3 separate regions of the Zea mays genome follow, and all the other regions are linked to region 2. A link is a contact called in public Hi-C data. All regions are on one chromosome and are shown on one strand. The core of a region is the stretch at or near the end of the contact, and the rest is flanking DNA. Distances in the headings are between cores, read along the strand shown. Region 1 holds the start of LOC100284672 (ATPUP5). Region 2 holds the start of LOC100193342 (Transmembrane 9 superfamily member 9). Region 3 holds the start of LOC100283937.

Region 1 (2,948 bases), core at 108-2,607, 170 kb before region 2:
CATGTATATACATATACATAGAAAAGGGGTTGCTCATGACTACATATGTTTTAAGGACATACCTAACATCGTACAAAATACATTAACGGTATTAAACATAAGGATGTTGAAAGCATCAGTTTTCTGATACCGCTGCGGAGACGTTTTTGGAAAGCACTCTTTCCTCTCTTTTTTCATGCTTTTTAAAAGGAAAAAAAAAACAGCATCCACCGCAAAAGAATCGAACGGTTTCTATTTTAAGGATGACGTGGCCCTTCGTGGTGACGGCTAGCTGCAGGACTTTAATATATAATAATAAAATAAAATAGAGGAATTTGGATCTGTATTATTAAAAGATTACAACTTTAGATATATAGCTGCAGGATCTTATTTATATGTGGGGTTCACATGAGATAGAATCCTTACGGGCAAAATGGGATTGGTGTGACCAGTTACTCAGAAACAGGGATTGAATTTCACGATACTATTTTAGTACTTAAAAATCATTATAGTACGTATCATATTGGTCACATGAATATATTAATTTAAGTTGGTCGTTGGGAAAAATGCCGAACCACTTCCAAATTCCAATCATCCGTGTACGGCCATGGCAAATTATTCTTCTGCGGAATGTTTCAGGGTCCTTTTCTTTTCTTTCTGGCAGGTGCTCTGCCTTTGCATTAAAGTGGACACCGAGAAAACAGTACAATTTTGTTTCTTTTAAAAAAAAAGCAGTACAATTCTACGCTATTGCCGTAAAATGTTTCAGTGTCTGCTTAGTGGGTTTCATTGAAATAAGAAAAGGTTCCGAAAAGAGTGTGTGTGTACTCAAATCGCAATTCTCATGCCACTGAAAAGAGCATCCAGTTCTACAGGGTACCAACCAAGGCAACTCAAAAAGAAGAAGAAGGAAGAAACAAAAAATAAAGCACCCTAGAAACTGCTGGATGTACCCATTCTGCAGAACCCAACTGTCTTTGAGGCTTTTGATTGAGCATGTTGCTTAGAAACTGCGGGGAAACGGCAACCAGCGAGACGATCAAGTTGAATTCCCAAATCACTCAGAGCGGAGCCCTGGTTTCGGGAGCCAGGTACGCGCGAAACTGTACTGGATGAAGGTTGGAGGCGATACGAGAATTCAACCCTAGAAAAGAAGGGAACGGACTGGTTTTGTCCTGGGAGGAATCGAAGAGAGGAGACGAGTCAAGAATCAGACCTGGGGATGGGACTCGGATGGCGTGGTGGTGGTGGCCGTCGCCTTCCTTGTCCATGTTCCACTGCCTGCAAGTCTGCAACACCCTGGCGTTGGAGAATTGGAGTGGACACTCGGAAGCTCCACTCCACCAGCTGGGAGTCCCACAATCCTACGACGCAGGCAGTTCTGCCTCTCATGTAGAACCTGTAGTTGAGAATTGGAGATGGTTGGTGGACGTGCGCATATCCGTGCACAGACGGGCGGGCCCTGTTGTGGGCCCTTGTGCCTACACGCACGCGCTCCTGAACCTGAGTAACCTACTGATGACTATACAGATAGATACGTGTATATCTTTTTATATCGTATACGGATCTTTTTTTATGATATATCACCAATTAAATTAGCAGTCTTTAAAGATATATAGAAAAATAAATATATTTTTGTTAGTTTCTTGAACTGTATTTCAAGCTGCTATAATCAATTTTTAATATCTTACATCTAGTTGTTGTCGCTAGTATATATAACATAGATCTCTATGGTGAGCATACTTCGATGTCCATGTATACATAAACATGGTAGTCAAAATCACTTTCGATATTCCATACATATTCATTTTATGGCATGGTCTTTTTTCGCCTCGATGTCCCTTGGTCTTACAATTAATTTCTTAGGGCTGGTTTGGTGACCACCAAATTAGCCCTTAAGAAGCTAACCATAGAGAACTTTCTCCTCTCGAGACCACAAATTCTTTTGGTTATTAGAGCGGAGTAATTAGACGTGTTCCTAGATTCGATTGTTCAAGTGCCGTAAAAGGCAATCACGTACATCGCTGATGCAAAATTCAAGAACATTCTTATCAATCCAGCATATGAGCACTAGTTGGCATAAGATCAGTAGTTGCTCAGCTTTCTCGTCAATTACATGAAAAAAACAAGTGTCGTCTTAAGTTGTCACATTGTCCACAACATCGTTAGTTTGGATGAATCTTGAAGGGAAGTTTGTGGCCACGTCCCTCACATGTGTCAAACATTAGGATGTAGTTGTCGAACACTAATAAGGGCAGTATGTCCACCCAGTGTACTTTTCTAATATGAAGGCCTATGGTGATGAGCTTGTCATTGCATGAAAGTTAGTCCAAGATGAGAAGATGATATACTGTCTGAGGCTTTAACCTTGACTATAACCCGCTCAATCTAAGCGGTCTATATGCACAAATGATGGCCTACTACATGTGCCTCGAAATTCTTCAAGAAAACTACTAGTCCTCTATGAATTTTTCATCATGGGGACGTGGCTTCAACCACAAACGTGGTTATAGAAATTGTGGTCACCACCAAGGTGGTCAAATAGTCTCCTATACGGGGATGAGTAGGCGACACCTAAAATTTAACTCAAAACAATCCAAATTCAATCCAAGGTTATGATATTATGTGCTTAAAACAAGATGTGTAAGTTCGGGTTAGTATAAGCACAATACTTGCTCAAGCTTGCTATTAAACATACTTGCTCAAGCTTGCTATTAAACATAATGCGGAACCGGACTTGGTAACACAATGGAATAGAAATTTAGTGCAAGTAAATATAAGACCAGGGAGAAAAGTGAAAATAAATTGGAAGTCAAAAATAAGGAACACACGACAAAGAAACCTACGTCTCCGTTGAGGAGTCCACTAAGGACCAGGATTCTCTCAACCCTTTCCTCACTCAAGTGATGACAAAGATCAAACTTGAGTTCCTCTTTTCTTTTCTCAAGTGAGTCCGAGTCTCGCAAGTC
Region 2 (2,779 bases), core at 162-2,661:
CGGCAATGGGTAAATACCCACCGGGTATTACTACCCCATACTCATACCCACGACACAAAAATAACCCCACCGAGTCACCCATATACACTGGTGGGTATGAATTTACCCCCATACCCATACTCATGTGGGTATGGGTCACCCATCGGGTCAAACGTACCCACAAAAATTAAACATCTATCAAAATATTATACTATACAAATGTCAAGTATATCCATATAAATATCATTACAAAATTTTGTAGCATCATTTAACCATCCATTCAACACACCAAAGATAATTAGATAAAGTAGTAACACTAGGATAGTACTACATAGCACATTACATGTTTCATTACATGGTCATTAAATTGTCGTTAAGGCTTCTATGACATTATGGTCTAAAAGGTTGTTAAATAGTAAAAAAGATGGATGACTAAAGTCTAAGTTCATGCTTGGGCTAAGTTTATATTGGGTATTTTATACCTAAGGGTTAACGGGTATGGGTGAAGGCGGAACGTTCTAATACCCGTTTACCCATTGGGTGAAGATTTTTGCCCAATAACAGACCCACGAGTAGAATATTTAGCCCACATATATACTCTAATGGAGTAAATACCTATCGGGTATCGGGTCGCGGGTACCCATTGTCATCTCTAGTTATACCTCTCAAATAACAATTAGTTGTTAGATGATTTAACCTAGCTAACAATCTATTAGCTGACTACCAATTAGCTCAAGATGTTTGGAACATGACCTATAAGTGAAAATAGTGTTTGGTCAAAGAGTGAGATGACATAGCGGCTCAATTCTACCTTCAATAATAATGTTTGGTTTAGAAAAGTCCTTAACAGAGCGCCTTCAAAAAAAGATAATATGAATCACCCGCTTTCTTTATCGAACATTTTTTGCTCGCAGACCCGAACACCACCGTTCTATTTTCCAAACACAGTCATTTCATTTTCAGAAAACTGAACGTTATCATTCTGTTCAAGTTCAACTAGACTCCAAAACAAACACCATCTTAACAAAAAGCAAAAAAAAAAACACGAATCGTTCTAAGCGTTAGAGAATGAGAACCTGTACTTGCAACATCAAATTATCAGGTCATGCCAAACACCACCGTTGCGGCCTGCAGGTCACGTCAGACAAGCACCACCTCCCTCGCACGTGTCACGAGAAACGAGGTCAAACTCGGACCAAACTAACCGACACCATCCGAGCAATTAAACGTATCACTAGGGATCTAAGCGTCAATAAACTATTTATTTATTTATAATTTATCGATAAAAACCCCAGAAGATCCACCGAACTACCGAAACTTCCGCCTCGCAGCGCGCCCGCGCGTCGCCGTTGCCTCTAGCGGTCTAGCCCTCTACTACTCACCCGACCTCCCGCGCGACGCCGAACCTGCGAGCCATAACGCCACCCACCGCCTCGCCGCGCAGATCTCTGGGGCTTATCCCTACCCCCGGGCTGTGATTCTCCCGCCTCCTCACCGATGCGGACGCCGGCGATGCTCCGGTGGGCCGCGGCGCTCGCGGTCCTGCTCGCCGTCGCCGCGCCGGCCGCCGGGTTCTACCTCCCCGGCGTCGCCCCGACCGACTTCGCCAAGGTTTGTTGGGTACCTGAGGTTTTCCCTCCCATTTCGGTGCGCCTTGGAGTGGTTGTGTAACTGCTGGATCTACTGAACGGGGTGCCGGTCGGTACAGGGACTAGTATCCGCAGATCCAGCTCGAGGGTTTCGTGTGCAGTGTGCAGCGTCCCCGATTCGTTCATCCGGATCAGCTAGCATGGTTCCATGTTTGGGCTTGGGATTCACATGTTGCACCTCAATTCGCGCGCTTTTATTTGCAGCCTTTCCTTTCTATGGTTTGCTGTTGTGATCTTTGTCCTCATCTGAAAAATAACCACTAGATTTTGATGTGATCAGAGATTGTGCCTCGTGTGGAAAAGTCAACACATGTCATTTTGTATCTGTACACTATATAAGATAACGTTGAATCTGTCTTCCAGAATCCAGATGATGGTCCTGGTCCTTGATCCGAAGGTTAAGTAGAAGCCTAGACTTCTTTATCTCTCTTCTCAGAATGATGTAGCAAGGCAGCTTAGGCTATCCGCACTCCACTACCGTTTGCGCCAAACCTCTGCCGTATGAAATAGAGTAAGAAAATGCTGTAGAGAAGGACTCTATGGGTTAGGGTATAGAAGCGTACCTCCAGGTTTACGCCAAGAAGCCCGCTATCCTCCTCTTCTGTACGGAAGGAGAGAGAGAGAGGTAAATGATAGATGGTAGTTGGAAGTGAATGAATAAAATATATGATAGTTGAATATAGAGGAAATTTATAGAGTAATATGGGTGCATGAGAAGTTGATGTAGAGGAAAAAATCTTGCTGATTGCACTAGAACATTTTTTTAGAGTAAAAATATAGAGTAACAGCAGCGCGGATAGCCTTATGGAGGTGCTGAAGCTGTGCCAGACGGACTTTACACAATAGTTTAATTTGGTATCAACTCTCCTAAGTGAGGTGCTAAATCATGTAATAAGGTATTTTGTAGGGGACCACTCATGGCAAAGGAATGACATTCGCTGTGTTAATCTCCTATAAGAAAGCAGTGTCATTTTGTGAGTACTGATATGATTGCATTTTTTTGCACTTCTAATTGGCCCACAGGGTGGTCCGCTTCCAGTGAAGGTGAATAAGTTGACATCTATCAAGACTCAACTCCCGTATACATATTACTCCCTTCCATTCTGCAAGCCAGATGCCATAGTTGACAGTGCCGAAAATCTCGGGGAGGT
Region 3 (2,861 bases), core at 321-2,820, 200 kb before region 2:
CAAATTCCTCACTCCAATGATTAGTAATTGGAGGCTTTCCCAGAGAGGTAATACATAAGCTTAGCGCTTCAGATTCTAAGCTAATGTTGCTGCTGTTTTTTTACTATTGCTAGCGTTCTACTACTATTTGCCTCCTCAGATAGTCAGATCAGTTAGTTGGCTGCTACACCGCAGCTTGGCACAAGTTGAACAATTTAACAACAGTGACCTACCGAAAATTACACAGGTAGGCCGTCGGTAAATGGCTGTATATCATTTGGCAGTATTGTTGGACCACATATATTCCATTTGCTTTCAGAAACTAAACCACACACACTAGAGGTTAAAATCCAAAAGCAAGGTTGAATTTACAGAACACGAGCTGGCTGTAGGTATAAATTCTATCAACATAGGGTCTAATGGGAATACCTACAATTCTATAAAATTTGAAATTCCCAATCTAATGGGTGGACTGTTATTCTCCCCCCTCCATCGTTTAGCGCTTGTGACCATGTAACATTATATTCTGAGCCCTTTCCAACAGTGCGGCCTTTAACTTGAACTCATTTCTACTAGGACTCGGATTAAATTTACGTATAATCAAGGACGTACCCATATTCACCAACATATTACCTTCTGTGTGCGATCTTATCCTACTTGTTAAGGAATGATTCGACAGTCTTCAACCACCGGAGCAGCTCCATCTTCTCCTTGTTTGCCATGTAGTCGTGCAAGAATCCGGCGAGCTCGGCGTCCACCTCCCTCTCCTTCAAGAACTTCGTCACCGCTTCCCTCTCCTCGCCCCCCAGTTTCCTGCGAACCGGATCACACAGCCCTCAGGAAGCGAACGAATAAACTGCGGGACACACAGCTCGCAGCGCCACACAGTAATCCATACTCGAAATCGCGCCCACCACGACGACCACCACTGCTGCCACCGCCAGCTGCGAGCGTGAGCACGTGGCGGACGGCGAGGTCGTCGGGCCAGGCGGAGCAGACGAAGCCGAGGACGCGGTCGCCCCGGGCGACCTCGACGATGAGGCTGAGGTGGAGGCGGGGCCCGCGCTCGAGCGACTCCACGCGGCGGAAGAGGGGCGCGTCGTCCGGGACAGGCTCCGCAGCGCCGTCGAACATGGTGGCCTCGACCTTCACCTCCTCGCCTCCCCCTCCCGCGCTGGCGCGGAGGCGCACCCACTGCTCCCCCGGGCGGTCCTCCACGGCGAACGACTTGAAGCTACTCGGCGGCTGCACGAAGAGGAGGAAACCATGAGGGTTTTGCTGAGAACGTGAGGCGCAGCGGGGAAGGCGGAGGGAAGGAATACCGCCTTACCACGTGGGGAGGGCGGCGCTCCGCGAGGTAGGTGATCTCGGAGCGGAGGTGGCGGAGAAGACGGTGGTCTAGTGGGGAGCGCAGAGGCACGACGACGGAGGATGAGGAGGAAGTGGAAGCGAAGGCGGCGGCAACTCGGGGGGTCGCGTGGGTGCCGGCGGCGGTGAGGGAGAACGCGCGGCGGAGGAAGGTGCACGCCATGTGTTCGACGCTTGGCCTCTGCAGGGTGCGGTCCAATGTCCTCAAACTCACTATGATAGATGTGACGATTTTGTTTCGGCTTTTTTTTAACCTCTGCCCACCAGAAGCTACTGAAGTCGTCTAACTTTTAGCTCGTTGCCGGTTACCATAATTACGGGTATTTAGATCATAATCGTAAAATCTCTAGCTTGAGTAAAAAGGGTTCATAAACAAAACACGCTTCCGATCTTACCAAGATACGAGAGCCCTAAGTCATGCCTCGCTCGAGACTATCCCCGAGCGAGGGACCCGAGTCCGAATTTTTTGTATTTTAGCCCTTAAACAGAAGTAAAATCACGTTTAGACCTAAAAAAATTTTAAATGCAGTTTTGGACCCTTTGCTCGGCGCCATAGCCTATGGCGCCGAGCTAACACAGCTCGGCGCCATAGGCTATGGCGCCGAGCTAACACAGCTCGGCGCCATAGGCTATGGCGCCGAGGTCGTGTTGCGTTGGCAGCGTCTTGACGCGTGGCGTCGACGTGGAACCGAGCTCGGCGCCACAGATCTTGGCGCCGAGCTCGGTTGTGTTATTAAAATATTTGTTGCAGACATGAGCACAAAGCCCATCTAGCCCACTTGGTAGAGCACAAGGTTTCTAACCATGTGGTCGTGGGTTAAAACCTCATTGTTTGCATTTTTTTGTTTTTTTTTTGTTTATGTCGTTGGTGTGTCCGCTTAAATTTATTTCTCGCCTAGATTTTTTTTATCTTTGTTTTGTCACTGAAGTCAGTTCAGCTTATATAATTTACCTATACTTACACTGAAGTTGCCACAGACCTATTCTTGATCTCAACCTGGGGGTACATCTAATGTAGTATCCAAAAAATTTAACACGCACTTTACAGATAATTGATGGCGGTGTAGAACTTCTGGAGTTAAAACAAAGAGAATGGGATTTGCGCGCTGACTTGCAAGCATCGGCTATTCTTTAGCCTCCAGCAAATGATTCATGACCAGGCGGAGGCTCCTTAGCTGCTTCTAGATTTGAGCGTGTTACTGAGCCTGCAATAATAGCCAACCATAAGTTGCTTCCTCCAATAATGTCTCCAGCTCTCTCATCACGTAAATGCAAAAGGCGTGTTTTTTTTGTAATTAATACATAGAACTGCATCTTGATCGACGGACAGTACAGCCACTACTTGATAATGTATGAAGAACTATTTTAACTGATGATACAAATGGTTTATTAAAGACATTCATCCACTTGTCATATCTTGCAGAAACATCGCTTAGGACATGAAAATTTGACCCCACTTACCAGTCCAAACCTTCGAAGAGCCCCTCTCCCTTTATTGCAGATGTTTTGAAAAT

Evidence for each region. A called contact is a pair of places that touch in the nucleus more often than the background predicts.
Region 1: a Hi-C map of leaf shows a contact between it and region 2, with 6 times the contacts expected there. The contact joins the promoter of LOC100284672 here to the promoter of LOC100193342 in region 2. A contact is called at or near these places in 7 of 25 Hi-C or Micro-C datasets (bundle sheath, ear, endosperm and 3 more) and 2 of 3 datasets of contacts at active chromatin or transcription factors (leaf and seedling).
Region 3: a Hi-C map of tassel shows a contact between it and region 2, with 8 times the contacts expected there. The contact joins the promoter of LOC100283937 here to the promoter of LOC100193342 in region 2. A contact is called at or near these places in 6 of 25 Hi-C or Micro-C datasets (bundle sheath, ear, endosperm and 2 more).

What each region holds. Positions count from the first base shown.
Region 1 is chr2:204,757,978-204,760,925 of Zm-B73-REFERENCE-NAM-5.0, forward strand. It overlaps LOC100284672 (ATPUP5), which reads right to left and starts at 1,358. Exons shown (of 2, transcript NM_001157567.1): 1 at 1,196-1,358. The coding sequence starts at 1,250.
Region 2 is chr2:204,932,903-204,935,681 of Zm-B73-REFERENCE-NAM-5.0, forward strand. LOC100193342 (Transmembrane 9 superfamily member 9) reads left to right here and starts at 1,412. Exons shown (of 7, transcript NM_001358712.1): 1 at 1,412-1,590; 2 at 2,652-2,779. The coding sequence starts at 1,477.
Region 3 is chr2:204,732,396-204,735,256 of Zm-B73-REFERENCE-NAM-5.0, forward strand. LOC100283937 reads right to left here and starts at 1,571. Exons shown (of 4, transcript NM_001370564.1): 1 at 1,310-1,571; 2 at 878-1,224; 3 at 613-792. The coding sequence starts at 1,510. The coding sequence ends at 633. LOC103647649 (a long non-coding RNA gene) reads right to left here. Exons shown (of 2, transcript XR_562947.3): 1 at 2,809-2,861; 2 at 2,320-2,552.